Linked DNA regions of Mus musculus: region 2 is linked to region 1. Evidence: chromatin contacts called from public HiChIP or PLAC-seq data. All regions are on one chromosome and are shown on one strand. Each heading gives the region's core, a stretch centred on a gene start, on an enhancer-like site or on the middle of the called end of the contact. The rest is flanking DNA. Distances are from core to core; before and after follow the strand shown.

The links. HiChIP or PLAC-seq counts read pairs in DNA pulled down with a chosen protein or histone mark.
Region 2: a contact with region 1 is called in an HNF4G HiChIP or PLAC-seq map of pancreatic cancer cells. The contact joins two enhancer-like sites. A contact is called at or near these places in 1 of 15 datasets of contacts at CTCF or cohesin (large pre-B cells), 5 of 484 Hi-C or Micro-C datasets (the CH12 cell line, bone marrow-derived macrophages, embryonic stem cells and 2 more), 4 of 115 datasets of contacts at active chromatin or transcription factors (bone marrow-derived macrophages, cardiomyocytes, extraembryonic endoderm stem cells and 1 more) and 5 of 9 other capture datasets (adipose tissue, embryonic stem cells, liver and 2 more).

Annotation. Positions count from the first base shown.
Region 1 is chr16:32,820,384-32,826,756 of GRCm38.p6, reverse strand. Rubcn (RUN domain and cysteine-rich domain containing, Beclin 1-interacting protein) reads left to right here. Exons shown (of 19, transcript NM_172615.4): 15 at 1-72; 16 at 561-622; 17 at 1,040-1,193; 18 at 2,285-2,378; 19 at 2,611-5,055. The coding sequence ends at 2,789. Among named protein-coding and RNA genes, the nearest start is that of Smbd1, 13 kb to the right of the region's middle. Within about 2 kb of position 4,481, at least 67 of the 459 cell types and tissues checked have an H3K27ac peak or open chromatin away from gene starts, as enhancers often do. A contact at or near this core is called in adipose tissue and pancreatic cancer cells, where this site is marked.
Region 2 is chr16:33,127,469-33,133,135 of GRCm38.p6, reverse strand. It overlaps a transcript of Lmln not described here. Among named protein-coding and RNA genes, the nearest start is that of Gm38540, 6.8 kb to the right of the region's middle. Within about 2 kb of position 2,230, at least 49 of the 459 cell types and tissues checked have an H3K27ac peak or open chromatin away from gene starts, as enhancers often do. A contact at or near this core is called in adipose tissue and pancreatic cancer cells, where this site is marked.

The sequences.
Region 1 (6,373 bases), core at 3,232-5,731:
GATCCTCTCTTCAATGTGCAGGACATCAATAGCGCACTCTACAGGAAGGTCAAGCTGCTTAACCAAGTCCGGGTGAGATAGCTGAACAAGCCGGGCCTTGGATGCCTGTTTCTGTCCTAGCTCCTGTTCCTGTTGGTGCAGTTGCCTTAGGTCACCACACTTCTTGTCACAGTCACCGTTCATGTTCTGAGGACTTTTCTTGTTTGTTCTCAGTGCTGGGGAGCACTGGCCCAGCACTGATGCCCATAGTGCTAGCAAGGCCTCTGTCCCAGAGCCACACTCACACAGTTCCTGTGTGCTTGTCCTGCCAGACTCGCAAACCCCGAAGCAGCTGAGACTCGATAAAACTGGGAAGCAAAGGCCATTTCTGCCCTCACGGAGAACAGGGCTGGGCATTTGAATCCCAGAGTTCTCAGCGGCTGCCATTGTGTCTGATGAGCACACTGAAGTGAGGTGTGGAAGGTTTGACTGAGAGGTGCTGTGTGAAGAGTGGAGGACTAGCTGCCCCTCTAACAGGTCCTTCTCTCTCTCCTCTCCTCCACCCAACGTCTTGTCTGCAGCTGCTGCGGGTTCAGCTGTACCACATGAAGAACATGTTTAAGACATGCCGACTGGCCAAAGAGTAAGTCTCCCGTGGAGGCCAGGGTCCTCTGGCTGCCCGTTGTCTCTTAAAGGCCTATATCCCAACTGCCCGTTGTCTCTTAAAGGCCTATGTCCCAGCTGTTGCCTACTTTACATGAGAAAGAGTTTGCAGAAATGTCTGAAACTAGTGGGAAGCCATGACAGTAATTGAATTGTGTCTCTTTTAAAAAGGACTATCTGTCCAAGGTGAGACACCATTTTCCAAGCTCACTCTACAGAATTTATAAATAAAATACTTTCGGTATGGAGAGCTGGGGTAGCCTAGAATACCTGGGCTGGCTGAACGTCTTTGTCCCCTCCCCTCACCCCCTTAGCTTCTCTCCTTCTGAGTTTGGTACGGTCATGCACCATGGGAAATGTTTATTTCCTCTCCTCCCTCTGCCTCTCATTTCTGTAGGCTCCTGGATTCCTTTGACGTGGTTCCAGGCCACCTGACAGAGGACCTCCATCTGTACTCGCTGAGTGACCTGACTGCAACCAAGAAGGGAGAACTGGGGCCCCGGCTGGCGGAGCTCACTAGAGCGGGAGCCGCCCACGTGGAGAGATGCATGGTGAGGCGACCTTGCTCTGCCCTGCAGCCGAGGCTTTGCTCTGGGCTTAGGTGGGGCTTAGGTGGGGCTTAGGTGGGGCTTAGGTGGGGCTTAGGTGGGCAGGGTTCCTGTCATTTAGCTCCTCATGCGGCCAGTTGACACTGAGAGAAACCAGAAGGGCTTGCAGTTCTCTAAGTCCGTGAGCAATAGGTTCTTCTTATGTGAAGAACCCGGAGTTAGAGGAGGGAGCGCTGCTGGGCTGGGGCAGGAGGATCTGAGTAGAGTCAGCCTGGGCTATTCATCAAGACCCTGTCTTGAGAAAACAAAAATACAAAAGCAATTAGGACAAGAGTTGATGCAGGTGTTGGCCCAGGCTAGACTGAGCAGCCTCCAGTGAAGAAGGCCACACTCAGTAGGACCTTGACCACAATCTAGAGGCTGCTGTTTTCAGTCACAGTCTCCAGCAGTTTGCTCTCTCTGTAACACCGTTTTCTTCTTTCTGGAATGAAGGTGACCCTTAGATGAACTGTCCTTCCCTCTTGAGCTTTTGAGGACTGATGAAGTAGCTTACAGTATCTCTGTAAATTCCACGTACAAGGGTCAACATGCTAGAAACCTGGAAATGATACTTTTAGGTCTGCCCATGTCAGCTGCCTGGTTTGTGGCCTGTGGCAGGGTGAGGTGTGTGTGCGGTGGGGTTGGGATGGACACAGTGCAGTATAGCCTGACTAGAGGGTGTTGTTTCTGGGAAACACCCTTACTTTAGCTTTTATCTTAATGAGTTGTGCTATATGTTTCAAAGTAAAAAATCTATACTGGAGTACAGCTTTGAGGACCATCTTCTTCGTACCCCCTCTTCGCCCGTTCCTCATCACTGAGGGCTGCTCCAGTGGCAAGGAATGCTCAAGCCTGTGTCTCTTGTCCATCCCTGAAGCTTTGTGTGTGGTGTCCAGCCCTGCTGTGGCTCTCATACTCACAAGTCCAGCCCGAGGCTGTATGTCACAGACAATAGACCCTTCACCTGCTCAAAGGTTTATTTATGACTTGCTTCCCCTCGCTGGAGTTCACCCTCTGGAGCCAGCCCTTCACTTTTCCTGTCACTCTCTCCACAGCTGTGTCAGGCCAAGGGCTTCATCTGTGAATTCTGTCAGAATGAGGAGGATGTCATCTTTCCTTTTGAGCTGCATAAGTGCCGGACTTGTGAAGGTGAGGGCCATTGCTAGATGGGAAGCCGCTGTACTCCCCGTGAGTCCTCTGTTAGCAGGAGTGTGGTGTGAGTGACTCCATGCTCCAGCCCGGAGCACAAGCTGTGGGGAGGAGCGGCTGTGGTGGGTTGGAGCAGCTGTGGTGAGGAGGAGCAGCTGTAGTAGGGAGTTGCTTCCAGCCCAGGATAATACGAATCATTTTCTTCTCTCTCCTTTTCAACCGGAATGAACAGAGTGTAAAGCGTGTTACCATAAAACTTGCTTCAAGTCTGGACGCTGCCCCCGGTGTGAGCGGCTGCAGGCCCGACGGGAGCTGCTGGCCAAGCAGAGCCTGGAGTCCTACCTGTCTGACTATGAGGAGGAGCCCACAGAAGCCTTGGCTCTAGAGGCCACCGTCCTAGAGACCACCTGAGGAATGCACTAAGCCCTTTGTGTAAGGGTCTGGCGAGGGTCAGATATAGACTGAGCCACACCTTCAAGGAAGGTGGGGCCTTTTAAATATATATATATTGTCATTTTTTATGACTTGTCTGCTGTCCAAGTGTAGGCAACCTTTCTTGGTTGATGGATCCAGTCTCTTGTGACAGCTGTCTGTGGGCACTGGGTATTTTTGTCAGGGGAATGGACATCGAGACCCAGTTCTGACCCGCTCGGCCTCTTCTACTAGGACCAGATCTGGTTACAGCTGCAGCTAACGATCATACCCACTGTTGACTTAGTTCCTCAGAGTCTGAGCCAGGCCTCTCTCAGCCAGCGACCTTCTCCTTTGCTGCTGAAGCAGGAGAATGGTCTTTTCTTAGGCCTAGTCCTAACAGAGACTAAGACTGTGCCCTGAGTCACGGGAGAGAAGGGGGGTATACAACGGGCATTCTGTCTGGCCACTTAGGTATACGGGGGGGCAGGGCAGGTAGGAACAGAACCATCCTTGTTCTAGCATCTTCGGGATCTCAAAGGGCAACCATGACTTCCCTGTTTCAAATATTCCTGGCATAGGTGGGCACAAGCTGGTTTGTGTACTCTGGTGGGCTTGGATCAAAGACCAGATCCGAGTCTTAGGTCAGGCCACAAGCCTATAAGTGCGGCTACAGCTGGTGCTTAAGGGGCGGCTTTTTCAGATAGGCATCTCCTCCGGGGTGGTCAGTCTCTCAGTTAACTATCGTGAGTGCAGGTGTGCTTCATGCTCAGGCAAGTCCCTGATGCTACCTAAGGCGAGGATAGAAACCCCTCCCACCATCTGAATAGTGGGTTCCTTACTGCTCTGTACGACTATGTGGTCATTGTGGTTCCAGTACTGATATGACCCAACTCCATTCTCTGTCCCCTTCCTCCAGAGAGCTGCAGCCCTTCCTCTTGGCTGATCTCTTGCCTTAGTTTCTTTTCTCAGAGTTGGGGGAAGCCAGCCAACTAGTAGCACTAAGTAAAGCACTTGGCAGTTTGTGAATGTGTCTGTTTGCTCAGAGTAACAGGACCTTTATGCAGTTAACTAACTCTTCAGCTTTGTAATCTATGTCAAACCATCCATTTCATGGTACTAATTTTAATAGACTCTTCCCCTATCACCTAATGTGCATTTTTTGTGGGAATTGCCCTGGACTAGGCTGCACATGATGGTGGTGGTGTTTGAGTTGCTGCAGCACCGACCTCGGTAAACACTGGTCAGGGCTGCCTCTCAGAGCCTGGCAGTTCTGTGAACTTAATCCACAGCCCTCTTGTTCTGGAGCTGGCCTGTGGCTTCCTGTACTTGACCGCTAGTAAAATCATTGGTCCAGGCAGTGTCGCAAGCCGTCAAATGGAGTTGCATGTTGTTGATGGAAGCTGACAGGTAGCTGTGCTTAGAGGGAACGAGGGATCTCCCAGAGAGGCAGAAGGGGCATGACATAACAGCCAAGCTGAGCTCCAGCAGAGCAAGAGGGAGCATGCCAGGCTAGTTCCAAGGTGTGGCTCCTCTGCCTCACACTTGGGATCTGACAACTACATGGACTGGGACTGCTCTCAGTAGTCGATGAGGCAGAAAGCCGAGGCCAGAGCCAGTTCTGCAGAGCTGGTTAGAAATCCCTCCCAATTCACTTATCACTGAGTCAGACCTCAGAGACAGACTCTGACTCCAGGTCCAGTTCCTGGCTGACTTCCGTCCAGCTGCTCAGTGAAGTCACCACACTGGAGGAGACTCCACCCATGCTCCCAGTCTACAAAGGCTCAAGCAGCCTCACTGACGTCCCTGTTCCTTTCCACCTCCCCACCCCACCCCATCCCTCTAGGTCACATACCTTCTAGAGCTCCTGAGTCCGCTGTCATTACTCACCAAATACCCATGTCTGTTTATTTGAGGAGCCGGAGCAGGGGGTGTGGTGAAAGCACTTTGTCACTTACAGTATCTGAGGATCCCCTGCTACACTGATGGGAGGTGGGGATGGAGCTTAGGGAGGGGAGCAGCACTCTGTACAGAGGGGACAGCTCCAAGTGCTCTGCACTTAAGGGGCCCTTCGTCCTCTGCTGAGGGCTGGAGAGCTTTTGCCGAAGAGAAAAGGAGCAAGAGTCTAAATGAAAACGCTGTTTGTGTACAACCTGTGTTTAGAACTGGATTCTCACCTGCTGTAATTTACGCACATCCTGACAGTCCATGGTCATCTTTAATAAACTAAGGAAAATAAATCTTGCCTTTTATTTACCTGCCTTGACGACTGTGGAATGGTTTTGTGTGTTTACTGAAAAGCGACTGCATCTGAAAATTCCTGTGATTTTTGTGGACTCTCCTCCACGTGACTCTTTTGTTAGTTGTTCTATTAAGGTTATTGTTGTTGGGTTTTAAACACAGGGTCTCACCATGTATCCCAGACTGGCCTCAAACGTGGAATCCTCCTGCCTCTGCTGGGATGATAGGTCACACACCATCACACACTATACACGTGGCTCTTTAGATGTCTCTCTGTCATCTCCCACCGTGGTCTAAAACCAACATTTATCTCTGCAAACCTTACCGTTGGTGACTCGGCTCTGAAAGCTGACTTCCTGGCATAGGAAGGGGTCAGTTCACACTTCTGACATCAAGTTTGTTGATTGTCCTTTTCTTTGGCTGTATCGAATTCCATTCCTCCCACTCCTGCACAAATGCTGACTGTTCTCTCAGTTGTCTGGGGTCTCACCAGCTTCTTCCTGTTCATTCACTTTCAACAAATATTCCATTACCCACTACACACCAATGTCTGTGGTAGTCTGCGGGGCTAGAGCAGAGAGCAAAGTGGAGACAGGCCCTCCCATAAGGAAGTAAAACACCTGTGTGGCCCACAGATGTTGCACGAAATCACCAAAGTGAATGGATAGTCAGCCATCTGTGCCTGCAGGTCTTGGTTAAAAAGCTGAACATGGTGACATATAATCCTAGCACTTGGGAGGCTCAAAAAGCCAAGATATTTAGAAAAAATACAGTAAAAGCTACCACAAATTTAAGAACACACTGTAGTAGCTATTTACATTCTATTAGCTATTATGAGTTATATAGACATTTAAAATATATATGATAGAGATAAATATATGATAGGAATAAGATGTGATACGAGTAGATTCCCTACAAATATTAAGCTATTTTATATGAAAGATTTTGAGCATTGACGGGTCTCGGGAACCGTAGAACCAGCTGCCTGTAAGGGACAGCTGGCGATAATCTCCACTGATGGCTACAAAGAAAAGATAAAATGCTATTTCAAACAAATCCAGGACCAGAGAAAGGTGACATTCCTAAGAGTGGTTATGCAAGTCCTTCCCCCAGATCGGGGCTCAGGCCAAAATCTCTAAACAGGAGCTGGCCTGTGTGAGGACCGGACAAGACAAGAACAGAAAAGGACTTACAGATTCGGATTTGTTTATAGGTTTTTGTTTGTTTTTGGGGTTTTTTTTTTTTTTTTTTTGAGACTATGTTTCTCTGTGTAGCCCTGGCTGGCCTTGAATTCGGAAATCCACCTGCCTCTGCCTCCCAAGTGCTGGGATTAAAGGTGTGCG
Region 2 (5,667 bases), core at 981-3,480, 310 kb before region 1:
TTTATTTTAAAAGGCATTCTTGCTGGGCAAGGTGGCTCATGCCTTCAGTCCCAAGCATGGGCAGGCAAACCTCTCAATTGGAGGCCAGTCTGCCTTACACAGTGAGTTCCAGGCGGACAGGGCTACACAGTGAGACCTTGTTTGTCCTTCCTTCTTTTGAGTACATGGCATTGGCAAGGTCTGAGCTGGTCAGGTATCAGCTCTTGAACTTTACCTCTGGTTTGTTTAGAGCCCCCTGGATTTGTCTATAGCTTGCTTGGTCAAAAGGGCAGCGCTCCAGATCAGCACCGTGGAACGGCGCTTTAAATGTTGGGAGTAATTCGTAACAGTTCCCTTCAAAAGGCCTGCTGGCTGCCCCCTGATGATCCTATGTCCTAGGCCTGTTCACTTCAATAAAAGGTGACTGACCATGTTTCAAGAACGTGACTGAGCCATCCGGACAGCTGTGCTGCCTATCTGAGGCAGGAGGATGACAGCCAGAGCAGGAGAGACGTGTGCAGAGCAGATGTGCACGCTGTGCTGGTGGACTGTGTGCTGTGGGGAGGAACACTGCATTAGTGATTGAATCAGGCCCCTACATCCCGACATTTATATTCCTTTCAGCACAAGGAGTTACCCAATTTCTAACCTTTGTTTCTGAGTCTTCTTTTGGTTGTAGTTCCTTTAATTTTTGTATAGGGGTTGCAAATCAGAATTAAAAATAAAACAAAGATCTGGGCATAGTAACTCATAATTCCAATTTTTTTTTTTTTTTTTTTTGAGGCTGAGATAGGAGACTCATCCCAAGTTGGAGGCTGGCCAATGGGGGGGGGGGCTGGGATGTGGGGGGGGGATGGGCTGGGGGTGAGAGGCAGGGGTGGGAGGTGGGAGTTGGAATGAAAAGGAATAAAATAAGGAACTAAACACTCAAGGGAAAGAATAGTAATTGAAGACATCTATATCTAAATTTTCTTTTCTTTCTTTTTTATTTTATTTTTATTTTTGGAGACAGGGATTCTCTGTGTAGCCCTGGCTGTCCTGGAACTTACTCTGTAGACCAGGCTGGCTTCGAACTCAAAGATCTGTCTGCCTCTGCCTCCTGAGTGCTGGGACTAAAGGCATGTGACACCACTCCTGGTTTATGAAAAATTTTTATTCCTAATGAGGAAAACTGAGAGCCAGTAAGATGGCTCAACAGACAAGGACCCTTGTCACCAAGGCTGGCGACTTTAATTTCATCCCCAAGCCCCACTGGGTGGAAGGAAAGAACTGACTCCCAAAAATTGTCCTCTGACATCCATACATACACCATGGCAAGCTCCTACGCGCGCGTGCACGCGCGTGCACACACACACACACACACACACACACACACACACACACACACACACACACACAAAGGAGCCTATCTGAAATAAAAGATGTCTTGAACTTACACACTGCTAGGAAAAACAGACCCAGAGCAGTATGAACACCAATTTCTGGAGTGTGTGTGTGTGTGTGTGTATGGTATTATCTTACAGGGCTGATTGTCTGATTAGAACACCCGAAATTGTAGAGAACTGGAACGCTGTAAACCAGGAGCCAAATTATCTCTGGGTATCTTTAGACATTTACTGCACCTCCTATGTTTGGTCTATGATCTGTGACTATCAGGTAAAAAACCCTTTTCAGAAGAACGAACAAGAGCCCTATCATCAGATAGAATCTGAAGTCTGTAGTGTAGAGGGTTCATATACTCTGCTCTAACCAGCCTACCTGCCATTTCCACCAATGTGAAAACTGCCTTGGTTTACAGCTTCCTTTGTTCTGGTGCTGAACCTTCAGTACTGTTACTGCAGTAGCTCATGGTTCTGGGGAGTCACCTGAATTCCTGTTCCCTGGCCATGGTCACTCATATTTGTCTCCACAATAACTTTTCTTCTTCCCTTTAAGGTAAGAGCTGTGTGTCTTGTGTTAATAGGCACCACACCCAGACATCTCTTTTGCAAAAGCTATGTGCCAAACCTTCACTACCCCTTTGAGCGTATCAGAGGTTTCCATCCTGGAGTCAGGAGCTGGTTCTTTTATATTCTCCTAGTTCTCACTTCACAGTGGAGGCTGAGTGTAGTGTACACTCTGGGTGTGGCTGCTTCTCCGTTCTCAGTCAGCCTGGGTACTTTAGCCTCGTTTCTCTGGAGCCTCTGCCCCAGTTCACTCGCATCTGGAAGGTCTCCAAAGCTCCAAATGCTAAGAGCTCAGTCATCGGCCTTGGCACTTTGGGGAAGTGGTGATGTCATTGATGTGGCTAAAAGGGAACTTGTGGAGACTCCTGTTGTGGAAACTGGATGAGGAGGTTGGAGTCCTGGGAAGGAGCCCATCAGAGGGAAAGCAGCTCACCTGCCTCAGTACAGGGCTGTGGCCTGCAGACACTTCACCTCTGCATCCTCCTCACCAAGACGCTATCCCCAACTGTTATAGAACACTTAACGTAGTCTTTCTCCCTAGCCTTAAATCTGTGAGAAATGCAGAGACTTACATACGGAGTCACAATGCATCACATCTTCATATTGAGAAGACTGAAAACACATGAAATACACAAGTCCCATCTGAACCATTTTTTAAAGTAGGGGTAAATTAATAAAGGCAAACAATTAGAGACTAGAGTTGGATATGCAAGGAACTGAGTTTCCAGGCTAGGAAAGCTCAGGGTGGATCCAGAATTTGCATACTGAACAATCCCTCTATGGGGAACACTAAACACATGTATGAAGTTCTTCCTGACAGTAGCTATGTCCAGCTGTGAACAGCAGAGGTGTGATGGACAGCATCCAACATCAGCCAGACCTTCCCTTGGGTAGGCAGACAGTCGGGAGTTGTTGCCAGCACAGCTGGGCAGCCACACCCACTGCTCTTTGTGGCTACCTACCCGCCTGGGCTTGTAGATCCTCGGCTAAACACATCAGAATCTCCCCACGAACTCCAGTGAGTGTGCGCACATGGGGATCCTCTTACACCATCAAACTTCTGACACATTAGGAGGGACCTACAGTGGGGAGATGGTGAGCTGTCTGGATCCTTTGATTTGAATATGCAATTGCATAAAGCTGTTGAGTTTTTTTAAATCCTTTTATTTATTGTTTAAGGATTTATTTATTTTACATTATGTATGTGAGTACACTGTAGCTGTAGATGGTTGTGAGCCATCATGTGGTTGCTGGGACTTGAATTCAGGACCCACTCTCTCTGGTCAGCCCCACTTACTCTGGCTCAAAGATTTTTAGTTATTATCATATCTAAGTACACTGTAGCATCTTCAGACACACCAGAAGAGGGCATCAGATCTCCTTACGGATGGCTGTGAGACACCATGTGGTTGCTGGGATTTGAACTCAGGACCTTCAGAAGAGCAATCTGTGCTCTTAACCACTGAGCCATCTCTCCAGCCCTCGCTGCTGAGCTTCTAATGTCTGTTGAAACTGAAAACAATGTGGGTTGGTGGCACTGAGTGCGGATATATAGATTGAACCTAAGTTATGAAATATAATCTCATGATATAAAGGCAGAAAATGAGAGATGGCTCAGCTGTTAACTGAGCTTCTTGCTCTTTCTGAGGACCAGAGTTTGGTTACAACTCCGGTCAGGTGGAGCTTCGCCTTTGCAGGATCCAATCTTCTTCTGATCTGCAAGGGTACCATAAACATGTGTATATACCCATAAATAAGCAGTAAAATATAGAGGCAGGAAGCATTTCTACATATATAAAATGAAAAGGGCATTAGCTATCTGGAGAAGACCAAACTTCCTATTTAATGTTTTTAATTTTTTAATTTATTGTGGGGAGGGGGACATGCTATAACATATATGTGGAGGACAGATAACATTCAGGAGTTGGTTCTCCACTCTCACCACCGTATGGTCTTGGGAACTGAACGCAGGATGTCAGGATGGGCAGCAAACCACTGAATCATCTTGCTGGCCCCAGATCACATATTTAAAATACTTGATTTACTCTGCAATGTCTCCCTTTCAGAGACAGGGTGTTACTTTGTTCCCCAGGACTGCCCTGAACTTGAGCCCCTCAAGCACTGAGCTTACAGGATGAGTCACACCTGGCTAAATACTTGTGTACGGTATCCATGAGTGAGTGTGTTCCCATCTGCACACACACATTTGCAGGCCAGAGGTAGATCTCAAGTGTGTGTGTGCGCGCGCGTCTAATAAACCTGCCCCATGGGAGTGCAGGTGGCCCCAGACACCAGAAGGGGCTTTTGATTCTCTGGAACTGGATTGTACCCCCCTACCCCCCCCCTCCCCGCCCCAACTGAGGTGCTGGGTACTGAACCTGGTCCTCTCCAAGGGCAGCAGGCGCTCTTATTTTCTGACTGAACCTGAAGCTCCCCAGTGAGCTAGAGCAGCTGGCTGCCCGCCCTCGAGATCCTCCTGCCGCTGCCTTCCCAACACTGGGGCTACAGGTCTGGGGTGCCACGCCTGACCTTTTACATAGTGCTAGGGTCCACACGCAGGTCCTCCTGCTTGTGTGGTGAGTGTGTGGTGAGTGCTGTATGGGATGAGCCATCTACCAGGTTCCTTATTCTGAAAAACTTAAACCTGAAACTGTAAGAGCTGACTTAAACTCCTTCATTAAAAACCAGCGAACAAACAAATCCCTGGGTTGGGCATGGAGGTGCATGTCTATAATCCCAGCATTGAGAGGTGGAGACAAGAGGATCAGGAGTTCAAGGCCAAATTCGGCTACAGGAGACCCTGTCAAGACAAAGCAAAATTCATGAGAAAGGCTGGGGAAAAAAGAATAAATGTGTAAAAGGGTTCCCTAAGGCAGCTATTCTATACCAAAAGGAGGTATAGACAAGATACCGCATGAGCCTTATTGTTCGCATGCCGAGCAAGTGCTACTAGCTCATAGATACTTGTACTCATTGTTTGTAGTTGCAGGTACCTATATGAAACAGTTAACGTTTTAAAAAGAATCTAAAGATTATAAAGGAATTCCCCAAAAGATCTCTGCTCAATAACTATAATCTGATCAGTTGCACAACGTGCTTGGCTCTATGTCACAGCAGAAAGGCTCCAAGAGCACACTGGGAAGGCAGGTCCATGGGGGTCGGGGGTGGGGAGGATGCTCGCCCATACTCACATATGGGTTAGCAGGCTGTCACTCTCCACAGATGTGGCCACGATGTGGCCTGTAATACCTGCAATAGGCTGGTCACAGAGCAAGGCTGCAGCTGGATCACACTGTTCTGGGGATCCGTCTGGTTTGCTTTGTTCCCCTCACCTCAAGGGTTACGCACGACCTGTATCCATTCTGGATGTAGGACAATTTTTTTCACACGTAAGTAAAACTGTTTTATTTCCCAGTAATAACCTCCTCACCTTTCCCCAGTAGAGTTCATGACTGTCTTTGTTTCTTACCCAGGCTTTATAAAGTTACTGGTTTTAGGTAAAGACAAGCTACAAGTTAGTTTCCATTTTTTATTAAAGTTGTGTTTTTAGAAGGAATACATTACACTTAAAGTTCACCACCATAAATAAAGAACAATTTTAAAATCTATTTTACTTAATGTAAACATAAAAGCATTCCCTCCCATGTCCCAACATAATTTAAAAAGGGAAAAAAATCTTTCCAGTTCAGCGCTGCCCTCAGAAGGAGCAACCTGGATTGAACACAGCACGCCAGTCCTCCTG